Regions from separate parts of the Mus musculus genome. Here region 1 is linked to region 2. The links are chromatin contacts, called in public promoter capture Hi-C maps. All regions are on one chromosome and are shown on one strand. Each heading gives the region's core, a stretch centred on a gene start, on an enhancer-like site or on the middle of the called end of the contact. The rest is flanking DNA. Distances are from core to core; before and after follow the strand shown. Region 1 holds the start of Marchf10 (membrane associated ring-CH-type finger 10). Region 2 holds the start of Mrc2 (mannose receptor, C type 2).

The links. Capture Hi-C pulls out chosen DNA fragments and counts their contacts.
Region 1: a promoter capture Hi-C map of pancreatic islet shows a contact between it and region 2. The contact joins the promoter of Marchf10 here to the promoter of Mrc2 in region 2. A contact is called at or near these places in 8 of 39 promoter capture datasets (the 3T3-L1 cell line, embryonic stem cells, hippocampal neurons and 1 more) and 1 of 9 other capture datasets (pancreatic islet).

Annotation. Positions count from the first base shown.
Region 1 is chr11:105,454,179-105,458,572 of GRCm38.p6, forward strand. Marchf10 (membrane associated ring-CH-type finger 10) reads right to left here and starts at 2,557. Exons shown (of 12, transcript NM_172568.2): 1 at 2,296-2,557; 2 at 86-167. The region is part of intron 1 of Gm39417 (a long non-coding RNA gene); the gene reads left to right.
Region 2 is chr11:105,290,651-105,294,995 of GRCm38.p6, forward strand. It overlaps Mrc2 (mannose receptor, C type 2), which reads left to right and starts at 1,996. Exons shown (of 30, transcript NM_008626.3): 1 at 1,996-2,251. The coding sequence starts at 2,137.

The DNA.
Region 1 (4,394 bases), core at 1,307-3,806, 160 kb after region 2:
AGATGCGCACGCACATGCATTTCAGCAGACACTCGTGGACTATCATTTTCAAAGATCACACTTAACTTTTCATATAAATTGGTACCTGCATAGAATGAAGTCTGTTCCCCCTTTTTCAGAAAAAAAACGATGGGGTTAAAAACAGAAAGATGGATCCCCTGCTGCTCCTGTTGGGGAGAGAAGCCTGTCTGAATATTAATCAGGCAGAGGACATCGGGATTCATAAGGAAACTATGTTAACGGCTACGAAGGATACAGCCCACAGTCCAGCTGGATGAAACATTGTAGGTACACAGTTAACACAGCAAAGCCAGCTACTCTATCCTGGCCTCAGGGTGGAATAATTTAAAGAAGGTTCTTGGTCAGAAGGCATGAAATAACCTGGCCTGAAGAGGCAGGAAACAGTACCACTGAAAGATTTGCTAAGTCTTCCTGACTTCACAATCATCTGCAAAAGAAAGAACTTTAACATTGCCCACGAGAGACTCTCCCCCACCCACCACAAGCTCCCCATTACACTGCATGTCACGTAAAATAACAGTTGAAACACCACCGTGCCACATGTAGTTTCTTATTTAACTATATCAATACTCTATGAAACTAAACAATCTGTCCCCTTGGTGTCTGAGACAGTAGAGTATCTCAGACTAGGAAAATAGTCTCCAGAGGAACTTTTTAGGCTGCACTACAAGTTTGAAAAACTGACCAGAATGAATGAGAAATAGAAATAACTACATAGGAATAAATCCAGAGGAAATCATGCTTAATACTCAAGAGTGCCTTTTTGTGGACCTTCTCAACCAGATGGCCATTTGAAGCCAAGGATTTTGTTTTGTTTTGTTTTGTTTTTCAGATAGAGGCAGGTGCTAGAGTGCTTGCGAAGGGGGGGGGGGGAACGTGGGCCAGGCACAATTCCGAGATCGCAACCGGTGCTGTCTTCTAGTCTCACCTTTGAATTGCTTCTCGTTCTGAAAATCACGCATGATCATGTGTATGTTTGTTGCAAGCTTCTGGTGACAAAGCACTGGATCAAGTTTGTGTTTTAGAAATTGGTGTGCGATGCCATGCTAAGGAGAGGGAAAGGGCCAGGGATGAGGAGGTGTGTGAGGTGGGGAGAGGAAGCGAGTGATTCTGCCAAGGCCTCAAAATTCCACGCATCTGTGAAATTTCAATGAGGAATATTCTAAGAACTCTGTGACATTTGAATTCCTCTCTAGCATAAATTTCCAGGGAATTCAGACTGAGACACCCTGACTAAGGAGAGCAGGAATAAGGACAGACTACATTCCTTTCCAGTCTCTAAAAGTATCACACATGTGTGCATACATGCACATGTGCATGCCTGTGTACATGCTGTCTCCTTTTTCTGTGACTACATTTGTCAAAAAAAAAAAAAAAACAAAAAACAAAAGATAAAAACCACACCTGACCTGAAAGAAGTGCTTTTAAAATAAGCTGTCTTACCGTTTTCTTGCAATGCTCGCTCTGTGAAATATCATTAAAACTATACTGTCTTGATTTTGGCAAATAAGCAAAATGTAAATTTAACCTCTCTATACTGAAGCTTCATTTGAGGCAAGATATAAGTAGCTGTGTTACTACCTGACAATCAGGTCTATAAATTCCTCCATGTCTATGATTGGCTGCTTAGAAGAAGAGTTTCAGAAGACTTTAATCTTTTCCACAATGAATTCATTTGTAATGTCAAGGATTACAGGATTTGTTTCAATTTTAGTTTGGAAAAAAATCTTAGTTTTTTTTAATATCATTTTTTAAACTTGTGCTGAATATAAGTTTAGTGACTTAGGCTCGGTTTATACTTTTCAGAGGCTGAGGGCTTGAGGCAGGGTGGTGTCAAGAAAGGGTGACTGTTCCAATTTAACGTAGGAAATAATGGTTGTGTAAAAGGGGTGTATGAGAGACCTAGCTAACACACACAGACTATTAAGCCCAGAGCAGAGACTGTGTAATTGGAAAAATGAAAAGAACATCACAAGTTTGACAAGCGATTGGGTTCTACCATTAATAATACCATCGTTTCCACATTCAAAAGCTGTTTCCTGGATTGTAGACCAATGTAGCTGTGCGGCAGTTGGGGGTGATGGAACTACCAGTGTACAAAAACCAACTAGACTCCAGTTAAATCTGTTCCTTTGAGGTAGAAACAAACTGGAGCTACTGTTAGCCCGAAGAAGAGAGGGGCGCTAAGAGGTCTGATTTCCCTTCAGAATCTTTTAAGTTTTAAAGGTATAGTTGATCCTCAGTTCTGGGAAGGCTGGGGCAGGCGCCCGTTACCTTGGGGATCAGCACTTTCACCCCTCACAAGGGGCTAAAGGGGCCGCGGGGCGGAGCGGGTGGGCGAAGAGCCGCCCATCAATCGTGCGTGGGGCCGGTCCTGGGCTCCTCTTCCTCCCCCACACCTCACTGTCTTCCCTCCTTCTAGAGGGCCCTCTTCCTTCTCCTCCCGGGAGGCAGCTGTCCGCCGCGGCCTCCGGCCTTTCTTGGGGTGGAGACGGTGGGGGCGGCTGCCTGGCGTCCTCCCGTTTCCTTGGCAACCGTGCCTCCCTCCTCGCGCGGAGCCTGTGCCGCTAGTCGCGAGGGAACGTGGATCGTGGGGGTGGGGCAGGGCTACGGCCCCGGGGGTCCTGAGTCCACACGTGGGCGGCTCTGCCGGTTGCCGTGGGAACGAGAAGGGATGCAGTTGAGAAAGGAAAGCAGTGATGGCGGCTGGCTTGGAAGAGATGCTCTAGGAATAGGCACTCTGATTTTGTCTGTGTTCACGCCCAGACTCAGTGTTGTTTCTTATAAGATGAAGATTAGAAAATGGGAGAGGAAAAAAAATTAAATAAAACAGTAAAGGGAATAAATGAAAAGAAGAAAAGATACTGCACTCTTTGAAATGGTTGTTATACAGGGATCTCAGGCAGAATGTTCCGATCCAACCTCAGAGCAGAAATAAACAATTAAGGGAGGCACCCGATCAGCTTCAGAACGGAGCCCGAAAGCTAGCCTCTTAGTTAACAGTAGTCATTACGGGCTTCTCCAGGAGAGAGGAGCTTGGAGGTTTAGACCAGTGCCCACCAGGTTCTTGGTTTACATCACTGTTTCTAGGCTGCGTTTATTTTTCACTGAGGGGCTAATAGGCAGCCTTGAGTCTTCTATTTCTTTTGCATATTTAGGTACTTAGTACCTTGCTGACTGATGTCACCTAAGGGCATTTTAGATTGGGCGGAGAGCAAAGAAGATGGACAATAGAAATTGTTGGAACTTTCACCAGTGTCCCAGAGTCTCCACATGTCTGGGGTCCAGGAGACTTCTATGCAGCCCCTGTAAGCCCACATTCAGGTGGTGGCTTTGTGTTTGCAGTATGACACCCTTTCTATTCTTATCACTACCACCCCTAATTTAGGACTCAGTGGTCTCTAAACTGGATTGATGTTTGAACCTTGCAAGGACGCTCTGAGCCCCTGTCAGTCGTACCCCAGGTCCACCTCTCCCTGTGCCACGTAAACAGCCTAGGTCCCATGTCTTAATCACCAACAAGCCACTCTCAGACTCCAGCACTGCCTAAGAAGTGAGCCCCAGACTCTGGACTGTGACTGTCCCTATTTGTTCCCCAGGACTTGCTTTCTTGGTTTTGTCCTTGAGTCATTTCTTGCCAGTTGCGGCTCTAGGACATGCCAAACCCTCCTTCTCACCTTCACGCCAACTTCTAAGACGTATCTTGAGCAACACAGAGTCTAGACAAAATATGCCTTGGGGAAGTCTTTGTTTTGGGCTCTTTCTCATCTGACCTTCATTGCTCTCCCTTTCCAAACCATTTTCTATTTTTAGTATGTTTAAAGATTTTTATTACATCTTATTTTTATTGGATGTGTGAGAGGGCAAACATGCCCCAGTGCAGGGAAGGGGAGGTCAGTTTGCTGAAGTCTGTTCTCTCCTACCGTGTGGCTCCCAGTGACCAAACCCGGCTTGTCGGGCTTGGTGGCAGGTACTTTTTACCTGCAACACCATGTTCTAGTCTTGTTCTCAGCCGGCTAACAAAGATTCTCTATTAAATCGTTGACTGGTAAAGACATACCATGGAACCTCTTTCCATGGTCTTTGCTGTTCAAAGGACTATAATTAAGGACCCCCAAGTTTGAGACACTTTCTGGGATGTAGCTCAGTGCCTGTCTGGCATGAAGCTCTGGGTTTGATCCTTAGAGTGGATGTGATGGCAGATGCCTGAAATCCCAGTTCTTAGAGGAAGTGAGGGCCTTCTAGGGAAACCTCCTCACTCTGTCAGAGACTCTGTGTGGGGGGAGGGGGGTTGTGGGGATTGCAGTAAAATGAGAAGCGGGAAGCTTTTTCTTAGAGACCAAGGACCTAACTCAGAGATGATAGTAGTAGTG
Region 2 (4,345 bases), core at 746-3,245:
ACTCTGCTAGCACTCCATACCTCCCAGCTCCCCTCCTCCACCCCCCAGCAGACTCTTCTCAGCCTTGGCTATGGCCAAAAGTTTATTTCTCCCATCAAATGAAAGTCGCAGAACTACAAGTGTGTTAGTTTGTCTTTGCTTTCATGGCGGTTGGCACAAGATGATGTTTGGTGAGGGGACAGGGGAGGACTGATAGTGTGTGTGAACACACAGTGGGTCTTGTGTGAGCAACTGGCTGGAGCCATGTCACAGTTGTGTGATGTCCCAGTGTTGGCTTTTACTCTGCCAGCTGGGTAGTACCAAAACCTGCCCTGGCTGGTGGAAGAGGGATCCGATTGATTCTGTCCCAGAAGCATCCTGTATTTAGGCTGCTCAGATAGGGAAGTGCAGCTCATCCATAGCTGGCAGGTTCTCAAATCCCTCAAGGATGACAAGACTTGTAAGGAGGGAGGTGTCAGGAGAAGACAGCCCTAGCATAGCCAGCTGTGTACAGGACCTTAGGATCCCAAGACATGTCAAACCAAGAAGAGAGGCTCCATGGGGCCAGTGAAGCTGTGAACACTTTCCAGAAGCCAATCTGCAACCCTGCTCAAGTTAGCCTTAGGGTAAGGGGTTTTGTTCACTTGGCTGACAGTCAGGGCTGTGGCTAGCAGAACCTTTCCAGGGGCCTGCAGGTGCTCCTTTTGGGGACCTGCAATCAGTGGGCTATATTAAGCCAAGAATCTCAGTTGGCAGAGTTCAGAAGGGCTAAGGTGGAGCCTCCCTGGAGCAGAGCCTTTATTGCAGAGATACAGAAAGAGTACCTACAACAGGAGTCATGAAAAGTCATGTTTGTTATTTCAAAAAAAAAAAAAAAAAAAAAAAAAAAAGCCCCTCAGTGGCCAGTCCAGGAAACAATAAAACTTATATTACAGTTTTACAGTGTTTTGATCTCTTGTGATGGGAGAAGGTGAGTCTGCTTTGTGCTGTTGGACTCCAGAAATCTCAAGCCTGTTCTCAGCTGGAGCTCCCAAGCATCACTTTCAAGACTGGGAAATCAGAGGTTAGGTGTCGGCTGCTCTCCAAAATCCAGATTCTCAGCCCAGTGCTTTGCTCTGCCATCTGACCTGTTGCATAATGCTAAGTAACTGGATTGTCTTCATGAAATTTCCGTTTTGTTCTTTGCTACCGGCCAGCAGCCCAGCTGGTGGGAATGATGTAGGTCTTCTGGGACATCCAGTGGACCGCTTTTGTCCCAGGTCTCTGGATACAGCGGCCCCTATCAACTCAAGTGTTACATTCTTTGTGCCAGGGACACTGACACAGGAGTCACACATGCTGAAACAAGATGATCAAGAATTGTTTGCGCTGCTCACAAGCAACAGGAGCTCTACCTTCCCCTCCCCCAACCTCCGCACGGGTGGCGCGGAGTTCTGAGCTCCTCCTCTTCCCCATCAGAAATAGGGGAGGGGGGTCTTAGGAAAGGAAATAGCTGATGCTCAGCGCCTAAAACCTGGCAGAAGAGGCTGGATGGAGGGGATGCTGGGGGCCCAAGACTGGCCACCTGAGTCAGTCGCGCATCCCATCCTTCGGCTGGCCAGGCCTCGCAGCAGCCCAGGCTTCGCCACGCGGTGAAGTTCTGCGGAAAGTTTTGCAGTTGCTTCGCCTCTCGCGCCAGCAGGAGAAGCTGTGACGCAGCGTCTGGGGCTCCAGGCCCGGTCTGAAAAGAGAGGGTAGACAAGGCGGGAAGGAATTAAGAAGCAGAATAGGGGAAGATAAAGAGCGCACACTGGGATCCTTGTGGACCTCGCTGATCCTCTTCTCCAGCCTTCGCCTCCTCTCCCTCCCGACACGCACTCCCTTGCGGCCGGGTCCCCAGCCCTGCGCCCCCGCGCCTCCTCCGTCCCCTCCCACGCTGCCCGCTTCCCTTCCCCTCTGCCCCTCAAACCCTCCTCCAGGGTTCTGCGCTCCTCCCTCCGCCCTCCCTCTGCGGGGCCTGCCTCCTCCCTCCTCCTCTCCGGGAGGCATCACTTCGTCCGGACCCGGAGGAGGATGCGATCCCCTCGCCGGCGGTCATCTGAGCACAGCGCTAGGGCTGTCTCTGCACGCAGCCCTGCCGTGCGCCCTCCGTACTCTCGTCCTCCGAGCGCCGCAGGGATGGTACCCATCCGACCTGCCCTCGCGCCCTGGCCTCGTCACCTGCTGCGCTGCGTCTTGCTTCTCGGGGGACTGCGTCTCGGCCACCCGGCGGACTCCGCCGCCGCCCTCCTGGGTAAGGCGCTGCCAACTTGGCCAACTTCGGGAGTCGGGCCTCTTGACTTTTCCCTCCTTTTTTTCTCCCATCTTTTCTGAAGAAGTGCGTGCGTGCGTGTGTGTGTGTGTGTGTGTGTGCGCGCGCACGCGTGTGTGTGCGTGTGTGTGTGTGTGTGTGTGTGTGTGTGTGTGTGTGTGTGTGTGACTGGATTTTTTAAATTCGTCTCCACTTTTCTGGGAGCAAGGGAGGAGATGGGAGGAGGAGCGCGCCTGGAGGTGGGGGAGGACCTGAGTGGAACCAGATGTGGCAGGCGGCGGGGGAGGGGAGCCAAGGCACCGCGGCCTGGGAGGGAGAGGGAGGGCTGGTGTCCGGGCCACCCGGACCCCCGGCGCTCGCCCCGCGCTGGTCTGGGTACCTTGATATACAACCAGAGAGCCAGAGGCGCATTGTTTCTTACTCTGTACGTGAGGGGTCAGTCTGTTCAGCGTCTGGCAATGGGGTCTTTATGTTTTCTTACTTGGTCTTTAAGGACAGCTTGTGGCAGAGGACTTATGCACCGTTCGATCGTAACCCTGTGGAACAGTTTTGTGCCAGGAGAACCGAATGCGCGTGCGTGCGTGTGTGTGTGTGTGTGTGTGTGTGTGTGTGTGTGTGTGTGTGTTCGTTTCTCACTTTGTGTGTTCAATTCTGATCAAATTGGCACTTCTCCAGAGTGGACAGTCTTTGGTGCAAAAGAGTTTCTAAAGATACAAACCACAACCCACAGAAGACCAACCACACAAGCCCCCCAAACTGCACCCTTCTCTTTTCTGTATGTTTTTTTTTGTTGTTGTGTTGTTGTTGTTGTTGTCGTCGTCGTCGTCGTTATTTTAGAACTATCTGAAATGTGAGGTCAGACAGGTCCCTCGACAAGAACCTGAACACTCATAAACATTGATAGGGTAGATCTTGGGGGGCAGAGGCACTCAGAATTTTAAAAAATGTGCTGGGTGTTGCCTCCACATCCCCTTTTTATGTTTAATTGGGGGCTGGGTCAGCGGAAAGGGATGGGACAGCAGCTGCAGCTTTGTGCTAGGACTAGAGGGCCCCCTGAAGAGTCTGAGGCCTTTGCGGTGGCCTGGTGTGCTGTGGGCATTTGCTGAGGGGAAAGGTAGGGTCAGGGTGACCCACAGTTACATAGGAGCCTCCTCTGCCCTTCCCTCCCACCTGGATCTGAAGCCTGCATACACAGGAAGCAAGCCGGAGCCCCTTGTAGCTTGGTAGCATCAGCGTGCCCCTCACCTCCCGGGGTTCTTGCCAGAGCCTTGTTCCTCTGTATAGGACACGGGACTGCAGGATTCGAGGGAGGAGGGAAAGGACAGCCAATTCCAAGAGCCTTAGCTTGGGTTTTAACGCCAGGCCCTGGGAAAGAGCTGGGCCAGAGCGCTGACTTGGTCTTTCCCCCAGGGAGCTTTTGACAGGGGGGTGGAGATGCCTGATGAGGGGCCCAGTCAGGGAGGAAAAGGAGGCTTACAGTGTCCCTGGGCTTCCTGGTCTCTGCTTCTGTCCCTCCCTGCTCTCTCAGACTGTCCTACACACAAAATGCCCATGTCTGGGCTGCTGTGTGGCCTGGATCACCCTCCTGAGCCCTGAAGAAGCCCAGCCTGGATTCACGGAGCTGGGAGTGGGGGTGGGGGAGAGGGGGTGGGGGAGAGGGGCTTTTCGCTAAAGCAACTGAACAGGAGGGTAAAAACCACACAACTTCCCTGTCACCGAACAAACACAGCACTGACCGACCCTACCCTGCCATCTTCCATGGGCCCCTCATCTGGGAGGCTGGGCTAGAACCTGATGGAAGGGGCAAGCACTCTGCAAGTTTCACCATGGGGAACCTGTGGCTCTAGGTAGAAGTGCTTGTGGGAGGTAGGAGTTGAAAGGCACCCCAGGGGTGGGAAGTGGGGGGAGGGGGCTGGGCTGGCACCTTCCTGATCACCAAGAGGAAAGGAAGTCTAGTGGACTCTGGATGAGGAATGGCCGCTCTTCTTGGGGATCAGAGGTGAAAGGACTGAAAGGATTCTTAACATAGGGTGTCAGAATTCATCTTTACTTCTTCTGTGACCCCATAAAATGTGC